Linked DNA regions of Sus scrofa: all the other regions are linked to region 1. The links are chromatin contacts, called in public Hi-C maps. All regions are on one chromosome and are shown on one strand. The core of a region is the stretch at or near the end of the contact, and the rest is flanking DNA. Distances in the headings are between cores, read along the strand shown.

The links. A called contact is a pair of places that touch in the nucleus more often than the background predicts.
Region 2: a Hi-C map of skeletal muscle shows a contact between it and region 1, with 3 times the contacts expected there. A contact is called at or near these places in 5 of 47 Hi-C or Micro-C datasets (epiblast stem cells, liver and skeletal muscle) and 2 of 2 datasets of targeted methods (alveolar macrophages and skeletal muscle).
Region 3: a Hi-C map of liver shows a contact between it and region 1, with 1.9 times the contacts expected there. A contact is called at or near these places in 3 of 5 promoter capture datasets (fetal liver, fetal skeletal muscle and liver), 25 of 47 Hi-C or Micro-C datasets (adipocytes, alveolar macrophages, blood and 15 more) and 2 of 2 datasets of targeted methods (alveolar macrophages and skeletal muscle).

What each region holds. Positions count from the first base shown.
Region 1 is chr3:77,190,761-77,194,377 of Sscrofa11.1, forward strand. It overlaps SERTAD2 (SERTA domain-containing protein 2), which reads left to right and starts at 1,810. Exons shown (of 2, transcript XM_005662514.3): 1 at 1,810-2,522. It overlaps LOC102160963 (a long non-coding RNA gene), which reads right to left and starts at 1,555. Exons shown (of 4, transcript XR_002342636.1): 1 at 968-1,555.
Region 2 is chr3:77,261,431-77,265,405 of Sscrofa11.1, forward strand. All of the region lies in intron 1 of SERTAD2 (SERTA domain-containing protein 2), which reads left to right. Among named protein-coding and RNA genes, the nearest start is that of SERTAD2, 71 kb to the left of the region's middle.
Region 3 is chr3:77,296,579-77,300,578 of Sscrofa11.1, forward strand. The region is part of intron 1 of SERTAD2 (SERTA domain-containing protein 2); the gene reads left to right. Among named protein-coding and RNA genes, the nearest start is that of SERTAD2, 110 kb to the left of the region's middle.

The sequences.
Region 1 (3,617 bases), core at 560-3,059:
GTTTCAACACACTGAAAAGCAATGCATACACAATCTGCAGACAAGAGAAGTCTGCATCACAGTCCATTTTCTTAGGTGGATTCAGGACTACAGGCTGAACTCCTGGAATAGGGTAAAATCATAAAGAGAAGAGGTAAGAGGTGTCAGGCTGAGTGTCACAATTAGGGCTTAGGGGAAGGATTCACACTCTAAAATGATAATAATCAAGGAAAGCCTCTACACGACTACAGTAAGCCTGCATGTTCACTTATTATCTCTCCTCTGAATTCCAGACCACTGTATGTTTTAATCTTATAATTATGGGAAAAAAAAAGATCTTCCTCATGTCAAGATCATAAATCAACCCTAGGTCTCTCTAGGTGACTTGGCTATGGAAAATGGATATGGAGTATTTGGATTTGAAAATCTTTTTTTTTCTAGGGATGTGATATGTGGTTTGCCTTTCCTTAGTTTCTTGATAGGAAGCTAATAAATTTCAAATAACCTGCAGAAATGCATCTTGTGGGAAAGAAGATGGATTTCTGCCAGTGTTTTTGCTACTGAGGGCATCTCTATTCAGGTTTATTAGTGATTGCAATTACTTGCAAGTACAAGTATGTGGAAAGCGTTAAGGTTTGTAGAATGGCTGCTAGACAGTAGGCAAGAAATTGAGAAAAAGCCATTGGGAATGGGCAGCCAGAAGATCTAGCAGTAAGCGCGCCTTAGTTTTTGTCAGGGTACCAGGCGAGGAGAGTGGGTAGGAAAGTGGAAGAGTGGTGGAAGAGGAAGGGCTGGAGGAAGCTAATATGTACTCGTACATGTATGAAGAAAACAAACGACAAAGCCCGTACAGCTTCGCTCGTGCCAGTTTAAGAAGTGCCTCTGCTAGAAACTCAATAAAGAAATGGTATGTATTTAGGAGCTGTTTCAACCTGTCCACACCCTTCCCTGACTTCCCCAGAAAACAGGCAAACAAGGAGGCAAATACCATTGCCAAGTCTCTGGCGTCCAGCTCCCTCAGCTCCCAGAACATCACACGGAGCTGTCTTCAAGAGTGGGCACTGCACAGACGTGGGGCAAAGTTTTGACCTGATTCACTCCAAATCTGTCTGCCTCTCAGGGGTGGGGTTTGGCGGTAGGGGCTCCCGGGCAGCTCGAGGCAGAGACTGAGCAGGAGGGGTACAGCAGAAGCAGCAGCGGCAGCCTGCACGCTCAGTAAGGAGCCAACCTCCGCCGTCACCTCCTCCTGCCGGCGCGGAGTCGGAAGCACAGCCAGTCGCTATTGCTGTCACGCCGCCAGCAGCGCGGCCCCTCCCCACCCCGGCACTGCCCCAGCCCTCACACTGTCATTTGCGTGACTGACCCGAACCAGGCGGGAGGGAGGACCCCGGCGCGGGAGGGAGAGGAGAGCAATGACCCGCCCACTCCTTCCCCTCTGGCTCGCGGCGGACACCTTCTCCTCCTCATTGGTCACACATTTGCGTCCATCACCCCCAGGCGGCCCTCGGATTGGTAGAAGGCTCACTTCGGGAGCGAGGAGAGCAGAGTGACTCCGCCGGTCTCCCGCGCCTCCTCTTTCCCTCCACCCCCCACTTCAACGTCCACCCACCTCTCCCCACCCCCAACTCCACTTCCCCCGCCCTGTTCGCGGCGGTGTCCTTAGAAGACTCATTGGGCCAGGGGCGAAGCCAGCCGCCTATCGAGCCGCGCCGTCATTGGCCGACGCCCACGCCCGTCGGCGCGGCGGACTCCCCTATTGGGTGACTTCACTCCGCTCCCCGCCTCCCTAACGCCTCGCCTTCTCAGTCGCCTCCTCCCCTCCCTGCTCTTCCACGGCCCCCTTTCCCCTCCCGTCCCCGCCGCATCTCCCCTGTCCAGCTGGGCGGGGATTGCTGTACGACTCTGTGAAGTCTGTGAGTCACTGCACAACCCATCAATCCAATTAAATGTCTTGAACGAGCCGAGCAGGCGGTGCTGCCACTGCCGCCGCTCGCCCCGCCGCGGCCGCCCCTGCTCGCAGCGCCCCTCTGATCCATGGCTGTCTGTACTTGTTACTGTGTAACCTCCTCCTCCGCCTCCTCCGCCTCCTCCTCAGGAGCCGCTGCAACTTCCCCTCAGCCAGCCTCCTCCTCTGCTTGGGGACTGCAAAGGCATGGGATAGACCTAGAGCCACTTCTGTCTCCCCTCCAGCCCTCGATCAATCTCCTCCCTTTAAATTAAAGTCTGTTCCTCGCTCCTCGTCGTTTTAGAGATTTGTCAGTCTTTTATTTCCTCTGATTTTATTTTCTCTCCCAGGGGCAAGGGGTCGCAGGGGCCGGTGGGTTTATTTTAGGGAAGGGGCTGTCCACCCTCTCCCCGGTTTCTTCTCCTCCCTTTTCGGCCGTGACTTGATTTCCCAGTTCCTCTCCGCTCCCACCCCTCGAACTCACCGTCCTGCACGTGAGTGACGCACCGACACCCCCCGCCCACAGTCCAGACGTCCCCTCCCTCGCAGCCACCCCGACCCGTCTCGGAGCTGGACCCGGTGCCGACTTCGCAGAAGGGTGAGTACCGTGTTGGGTTGGGGAGGGGGTAGGGTGGATCTGGAAAAATGTGGCGGGTCCACTTTGGGGAGGGCAGGGATCACACTGTGGGCTGGAGGTTCCTGGTCCGGCGTGGATTTGAGGTGGCGACTGCTTCCCTCCCTCGCTCCCTTTCCCCCCGCCCCTCGACTCCTTATTCACCAGCCTTGCTGTATTTCTAGGTATTGCCAGACTTCTACCATCGGGGTATTATAACGCTTATAAAATGAGCGGCAATGGTATGCTTTCTTAGTGAGCGGTCATAGCGATTTGATCTGATAGACCGTGACCTGCCAAAAAGTGTAAAACAGCTAATGAGTACGTTTTCCTCCAAATCAAAGTTAAAACTTTTAGTCAATAAAGGCAAAGCAAAAGGTATTTGTAATTTGAATGTGTGGACCAAGAGAAGATAGGTTGCCTAGTGGCATAGCTTTGTATTTTTAGACTAGTGTGGTAGGTCCCCTTTTGAAAAGAATATGGATTCAGTATTAACTGAAGTACAGGTTATGAAGTCTTTGAACCTGTTGGAGGAATGCAAGGTAAGATGGAAATCTAGCTTGACACTTCGTCTTTAGCTCACCTTTATTCCAGCAAGAAATTAAAACACAGAATTTTGTATTTCTTGGTCACCAGGCACAGTGGGGTGTGTTAAGGGCAAATAGGGATTTTTTTCCTTTTGATATCCCTCTTTTATATACTTGATTACTCTTGAACAAAATTTTAATTTGGTTTCTTGGTTGTTGGCTGTTCAAAGGTACGCATACTTGCCCATATATGCTTTATGAGAATTTCACCCTATGCATCTTTAATATTAATTTGAGGTAAAAGTCATGAGGAATAGTTAACTCTGATTCGCCTTCTGAGGTCACTTTTGAGAATTCAGCCTATTTAAATTATTACTCTTTTTGAATCATGTTCTGGTATAGTTGTCCACAAGATTCAAATTAAGCCAACCCAAACATGTTTTGAAATATTAAAGTACAGGAAAGGCCTCTTAGTAGTTCATTCTCTCCTTCTCTTTCAGACTAACCAGAATAAGTTGTTGCTAAATTTAATTGTAAAGAATAGACTGTTCCT
Region 2 (3,975 bases), core at 556-3,055, 71 kb after region 1:
AACAAACTGAGATTTCCAAGAGAGGAGTATGATGATGTCCAAATACTGAGGCTTTAGAGGGCTTGATCCTAAAAGCCTAAAGGGGCCCTTTAGAAGTCTGGGAGAGAGAGAGAGGAAGCAGCTGAGAGAGGATGAGAAGGTGTGGCCAGGGAGACAGGAAGAAAACCACCGGCTGCTGGATCCTGGAGGAGGAGGGAGTGATCAGCTGATCAACTCTGTAGGTCAAGTACCATAAGGACTGATAATTCACTGTTGATTTTAGCAAATGTGGAGGAAACTGATGACCTCCAGACATCAGAGAAGAATTTTAGTCATTGTAACTAATCTATGGCTCTTTTCAAGGACAAAGTTAAGTTTTAGAAGATTTGTTTTTAAAAGCTACTTTCAGTTCCTCAAAAAGTTCCAGAATTACCACATGATCCAGCCATTCCATTTCTAGGTATATACCCCAAAGAATTGAAAGCAGGAACTCAAACAGATAACTGTATGCTAGTATTCATTAATAGTATTATGCAGAGTAACCTAAAGGTAGAAGCAACCCAAATGTGAATGAACAGATGAATGTGGTGTACACATACCATAAGATGCTATTCATCCTTAGAGAGAAATGAAATTCGAATACATGCTAAAACATAGGTGAACCTCAAAAACGTACTAAGTGAAATAAGCCAGACATAAAAGAACAAGTATTGTGTGACTCAACTTATATAAGATATCTAAAATAGTCAAAGTCGTATATAGATGGAATTTAGAATAGAGGTTATCAGATACTGGGGGCAGGAAGGAAAGGAGAGTTACTGTTTAATGGATACCAAGTTTTTGTTTGGAATGATGGAAAAATTCTGTAAATAGATAGGGATGGTTGTACAACAATATGAATACACTTAATGCCACTGAATTGGTACACTTTAAAAAGGTTGAGATGTAAATGTAAATACCACAGTAAAAAGTAAGTATAGGGTTCAGATAAAACACTGTAAAGGGAAACAGATTTTAAAATGTGTGTGTGTGTGGGTGTGGGTGTGGGTGTGAGAGAGAGGAAAAAAATCAATGAATAAGCAAGAAAGAGTATTTTTTGACTTATTTCTGATCTAAGAACTAAGTTTGCTTTGTGTCATCTGTGTATGACTTGCGTTTCCTTGGAGATCCTTTAATACGTTTTTGTTACACTCCTTTCTTAAGGGCTCAAGGCTTAGCCATTAAAGGAAATTGTGTCCCTGGCAGTTCCCGTTGTGGCTCAGTGGGTTAAGAACCCAGCCAGTATCCATGAGGATACGGGTTCACTCCCTGGCCTCGCTCAGTGGGTTAAGGATCCAGCATTGTGGAAAGCTGTGGTGTAGGTCCTAGATGCGGCTTAGATCTGGTGTTGCTGTGGCTGTGGTGTAGGCTGGCAGCTGCAGCTCCTATTTGACCCCTAGCCTGGGAACTTCCATATCTGCAGGTGGGACTCTAAAAAGAAAAAAAAATTTTTTTAATTATTAAAAGAAAATAGTGTCCCCTTATAAAGGTCATTATCATCAGAAGGACAGGGGAAGAGTCAGTTGCTTCAGGGTGATCCAACTAATTACAATTTTTGAAGAAAGAGTTCATCTTGAGGGAAACATGTATATTTCTCTCATCCAGTAAAACCTTTTTCTCTCATATAATGGTCCTTGAAAATAATGTTTCTTGAATGCACATGTAAATAAATTTCCTGCTAAAATCAGCATTTTTGATAATTTAGCTGAGCTGATACAGTGAAAACCTTGAGTACTGGAAGGTTTTGTGGCACCGCATATTTAATAACCGTGACAACTCAAGAATTTTAAGCAGACTCGCCTCCTTGTCTGGGATCTGTCGGCACCAGTGTGTCTCTACTGGCAAGCCCTTAAATGTACTATTTCAGCCAAAACTGTGCTAATGATGGTCTACCAAATTTTAACAGGATATTTTTAATACTTGATATTCTCATGATTAAAAAGAAAAAAGAAAAAAAAAAACTTTCCCTCATTCCTTTCAAAAGCTGCCCCTCTAAAATATGTGACAAATTAAAAAAAAAAAAAAAAAGTCTGAAATTGCTTTACAGCCTTGATGAAACAAAGACTGGTGTGTTGGTGTGGCTGCAGGGAGCTCTGCGCTGCTTTTGTATGATTTCAGAGGTGAATTTAGATGGCTGGAAGATAGATGGGTGCCAGATGCAGTTTGACATAGATTCAGGCAGCTGCTCCTGGGCTAGGTTTCATTAGCTGGTAAGTGCGCCAGCAGAAGCAGCAGAGCGAGGCCCCAAATGCCAAAATGACAGTGAGAACGGTGGAACAATACAATATTCACTAAGTGATTTTAATCTCGGAGATTAAATGTCACCCAATCAGTTTCCAGGTTTTAAAAACCAACTCGTATAAAGCCATTAGGGGACCCAAGTCTTTGTCTGCTGGGGTAAAAGTTTTACTTAAAAAAAAATTTTTTTTATTAGTTTTAAAACAAAATGTTTGTAAACCTGTTTGGGTGCTAAACAATTAAAAATCATGTCAGCCTCCTCAACACGCACACTACAGTAAAAGAAATGTATTCATTATTGCAAATATTCCTCAATAAATGGGCCCAATGTTGGTTTGTTTATCTATCTTTCTTAAAATGAAAATCTTGGAAGAGCTTCCCAGGCCTGTTCCAGGTTTAATCCCCCCTCCCCCACTGCTACACACCCATTCTTCAAAGAAAGACCAAGGTCTCAAAACTGAGAGCTTATATTTATTTGCTTTTGAGACCTTATGATCTGCATAGCTAGTGGTGAATATGTACCCAACCACATATAATTGTGGATTAAAACCATTTTTTTCCTATAAAGATTTTTTGTTCTAACTTCTTGTGGGGTATAAGTAATTATGAAACTGACTCCAGAACTCCCCATGCTTGATTTCAACTCACATGTTTTCTCGGCTGAGAAAAGGAACCTTTATTTAGTATATTAAACTTACTAAACTTATCTTTGCTTTCCTGTAAAGAGTGTTATGATCTAATACATCAGTGATGCAACATTTTATGTGGGGTAGTTTTTTTTTTAATTAAAATTAACACAAAATAAATAATTGATTGGACATGGACATATTTGAAAATTGTAAACCTAGCCAGTCTCTGCTTTTCTTATTTAGTCTTAGGAAGCTAATGCATCACTTATAATAGCTCTGAGGCATTACAGTATGTTTCTGTCTTTCTTTTTTTTTCCTTCAAATGAGTGTGTGCTCAGCTCTCTTAATAACAATGGGAGTTGTATATGTGCTCAGGGGAGAATAGCTTCCATTATGTTTCAGTATTTTTAGTATTTTGCTTAGTAATAATGTTATAATTCAACTCTTTCTTAGCCTACAGCATGGTTAAAATTTTAGAAATATTCCCTGATGGAGTCAGAAACTCTGTATAATCAGGAGCAATTTTAATGTTAATTAATGGCCGTATGGTAACCTACCAAGTTATAGTATCGTCTGAAGTTGAATATGTTACATACATGTTCTCTGCAAGTGTAATTTCCCTGGGCAAGTGCTACCCATCTGTGAACGCATATCCGAATTAAAGGGAATAATAGGTGACAAGTTTTAGTTCATCTAAATCCCTGGGAGCTGTTTCATAGTAACTGAAGCTCCACCTTTCACCCCTTCCCTTTTTCCCCTCCCTTCCTCTTTTGGTCCAGCACTGACAACTTGACTCCATTGACCTAAATATTGAGACCTTTTTTAGTTTCACTGTAGACACTCACGAGGGCTGTGCTTGCAAACCTCTGGTAGAAGGGGTGAAAGTATTGGGTTAATAAAGAGTCTGTTTGGTTCAGCATATTCAATTTTGGTGAACCTCCCTAGACTCAGATTGCATCTCTCATCAATAGTCCTTAAAAAGCCTACCTCACCTTTCTGAATCTCCTCTGGGAGGAGAAAATGAAGCAGCGTGTGTAACATTCATCTTGGTATTTGGCACAAGGACTTGTTCTATACTTCTACATTCTGT
Region 3 (4,000 bases), core at 58-2,557, 110 kb after region 1:
CATGAAGCTTTAATTTTTATTTTGTTTATATATAAAAAAACATTGTCAGTGTTAACAACATAAGTAAAAATATGTATGGGTAGATACGGTACTTAGAAGTATGAACTTCAGTTCACTTGTAGAATTTTTTTTTTTCACTTGTAGAATTTTTTAAAACTTTCATATTTACTGTAACAGCATATCTTATAGAAGATAGCTGTAGTTGCTGTAGTTTCTTGACAAAGGAGGGGGTGGAGGAAAGAGGGAGATCTCTGATTACTGAGTGCAGAGATCAGGTGTATGCTCCAGGCACCAGAGGGCAAGCTCCAGTTTTAAGTAAAAATGGCCTCAAAACAAGGGTAACACCCACCTTCGTGGGTCTTTGCATAAATCAATGCTGGTCAGCATAACATGAACATCTGAAAATGCCGTGGTCACGGCATATGCACAGATCATATATTTCCTACCGACTGTTATTAATGATTCCTTAAACAATTGACAGAAATCCACAAGCGAGGACTCCTGCTTAAGAAGTGTGTGGATATTTCCTTTAGTTTTAATGTTCTTGAGGGAACCAGCAACCAGCCAAAGTTGGCATGTCTTTTAAAAAAAATTATTGTCTCCCAGTGGCCAGTGCAGTTGGTATTAAAGGCAAACTTCTGCCCTCTGTGCAGATGCTGGGCAACCCTGTGAACAGTGCTGTCCCCCGGAGCGCCCATCACTCATTGTGTGGAGCAGTGTCTTTTTCCATGAGCACTTTGTGGCAGTTCATTCTTTGTATGAATCTGTGAATGGCATATGTCAGGCCAATAAGACGACAGTCCTATTCTGGGTAATAAATAGATGCCTTGTTTTTTTGTTTTGTTTTGTTTTTTTCCTTAAAGATCATGAGACAGACATGCTTGACTGTCTAAAAATTTTCTTTGAAATACAGGTAAAATTTTCAAAAGCAAAACATGGCAATATCTTTGCTCACAGATGATTCCTCTTGGGACAAAACAGATACTTATCATTTAAACAAGCCCCACCTTCAGTGAAAACTCCCTTGTGGAAATTCTGCTCTCTTTGTGGTCCGAGGACTCCTAAAGCTGGAAAGCCTCGTTCGTCTCCTCTCAAGCTCTCCCGTCCCTTCTCTGAACTTAATTGGGAATCCCTGCCAGGATGCACTGAAGCAAACCCCACAATTTGATGTATCTATCTTAGCAAGCCGGGAGCACAGAAGCTGTATTCTGCACCCGCTGCAGCTTTCAGTTCAGAATGGAGTCGGCATCTGCTCTCTCGTCTGGCCTCCTCCTCACACTTGCATGCCGCGTGTCCGGAGCTGGCCTGGCCCCTGGACAGGGGACGTCAGGGCAGAGCCGGGGCTGAGTGGAGTGAGCAATGCGGATGCGTGGGGTGGGGGCCGGGGTAGGGGGGAGGAGAGTGGAGGGCAGATCTGGAGCTGACTGTGCAACTGCTATAGCAGGTCTGACTAGTTTTAGGTGCCCAAAGGCAGCTTTGTTTCTCTAGTAACTCCAGGGAGCAGCAAACCTCAGTTCTTAGAACTAATTCACGTCTGCACTACTATCTTTTTGTCCCTTTGCAGAAACCTGTAGCTTTGCAGAGTTGTTACCTCATTCTAAGCTTTTTTCCCTCTAAAAACCTTCACAGGCAGTTAACCAAAAAGAAGATGCTAGTAAACCAGGCGTTTTTGTGCTTCTAAGGAGTTTCATGTAGAATAGTGAAGGGATAGGGATTCTGGCTCTTCAGCACACACACACTCACACTCACTCTCTCATGTTTATAGTGGTCTGTGTGAACCTGTTGAACCAAAGTAAAAAGTTTTCCTTGATCAGGCCATGGTCAGAAAATTAAATAACAAAGCGTTACTTGCTGCAGATCAACCTTTAGCCCCTTGCTCTGCTCTCCTGGCCGACTGCTTATCATTCCACGCCAGCCTCGGCTTCTGGGCTTCAAGCAGGCCTGCTGGAGTACCCCACCCTGGGGATTAGAAGTGTTGAGTTAAACTCAGAGAATCTGAAAGTCCCAAGGTCATCTCTACACCAGAACAGGTTTGCATAAAATTCTAGCCACACCAATGAGATAACGAGTTGGCAACTGTTTTAATCTGATCCTCCCTTGGTGGTTTATCCCATTTTACAATAATACATGATACAGATTTGCTTTTCAGATTTCTTTCCTTTTTAAAGGAGGGAACTTCCATGTACATGTATACGTCTGTGTTTTCCCTGCTGTCATAGCAAACTGATCTGGCAGAGGAATTTGAGCACCTTAGTCTGTAGCTGATGAAGAAATTTTTGCCACCGCCTCTCTGCGTGTCACCACCATTGCAATCAATAGTCTTTCCTGAACAGTTTTTTAAACAGACTGCTTTTAAAAATATTTGTATAATGTCCAGAAATACAAAATAAAAGAGATTTTACCTGATGATGGTTGTTAGCGATCTAACGGTAGTTGGTGAAAAAAGTCAAAATGTGGATTCTTCTAGTGGCACCTGCTGTCTTGCTTCTGAAGCCCCTAAAGATAGGATGAATGGAATGTTCCAGGGTGGCAGCGGGGTAGAGGAGATGCAGGGTTTCCTTAAAGGTCCCTGAAGATCACTGAAATACGGAAAGGTAGTTTCCTTAAAAAAATAAATATTTATTACAGTCAGTGTGGTACTCTGATTACTTTTTTTTATTTTTTTTATTTATTCATTTATTTATTTGTTGTTGTTGTTGTTGTTGTTGCTATTTCTTGGGCCGCTCCCGCAGCATATGGAGGTTCCCAGGCTAGGGGTCCAATCGGAGCTGTAGCCACCGGCCTACGCCAGAGCCACAGCAATGCGGGATCCGAGCTGCGTCTGCAACCTACACCACAGCTCACGGCAACGCCGGATCCTTAACCCACTGAGCAAGGGCAGGGACCGAACCCGCAACCTCATGGTTCCTAGTCGGATTCGTTAACCACTGCGCCACAACGGGAACTCCTGATTACTTTTATTGTTTTTGACTAAATGGGTAAAGTTCTGTTGACTCATTAATTATCAATACCCAGAGGTCCTTGTGAAGACATACATTTTATCTCAAAATAGCCCCAAAGTAGTTATTTTTTAAAATGAATGGCCACTGAGCTCCTGCCATATAGCACAGGGAACTATATATCTAGTCACTTGTGTTGGAACATGATGGAGGATAATGGGAGAAAAAGAATGAATATATATATTCATTAAAAGTATATATAAAGTCTGTATATAAGGTTTTATATATATGTAAAACTGGGTCACTTTGCCGTATAGCAGAAAGCGACAGAACACATTGTAAATCAACTATAATAGAAAAAATAAAGATCTTTTTAAAAAATGGCTGCCATATTTACAAAGTATCATTCACTGCCCTCAAGTTTAATTTGTATCCTCATCTCTTTTTTCTACTTCGTGAATTGTTCAAGTATATGATATAAAGCTTAAATTATCTTTGTAAAACCTTATCAGGATCCTGCCTAATTCTTAGAATTAACTCAAGTAAACATTCTGAATATGTATGTTGCTTACATGGGACATGCATTTACATAGTAGAATAGTTATTGCCTCCCTTTTACATGACTCAAGTATATTTCTTTTATCTTATAACAAATGTTTATACTCATGTGTCATATTTAGAAATGTGATAATTTTCTTTTAAAGAATCTATTTAGACCATACAGTCTGTTTTGTTTTATTCAGTGAGTATATAAGTAAATAACGTTTCTCTGGTTTTCCTCTTTAGATTGTATATGGAAGATGAAAAGTGAAATATACCCTGTATTTGTGAGGAATATAAAGCATGTCTTTTAAATGATGTTTCCCAGTAATAAAGCATTCCCAATTTGAAAGCAAAGAAGATTAAAAACTAATAATAACCTAAGAAACACTTCCATAAAAACACTTCCTGATGTGGCATACTTAGCTTTTGTTAGTTTTACTCAGAGGCAAAAGCAGGCTAACAAAACCTAGAAGGTAATCTTTTAACTAAGATGCAATTTTATTTTTCCAAGTTTGTCC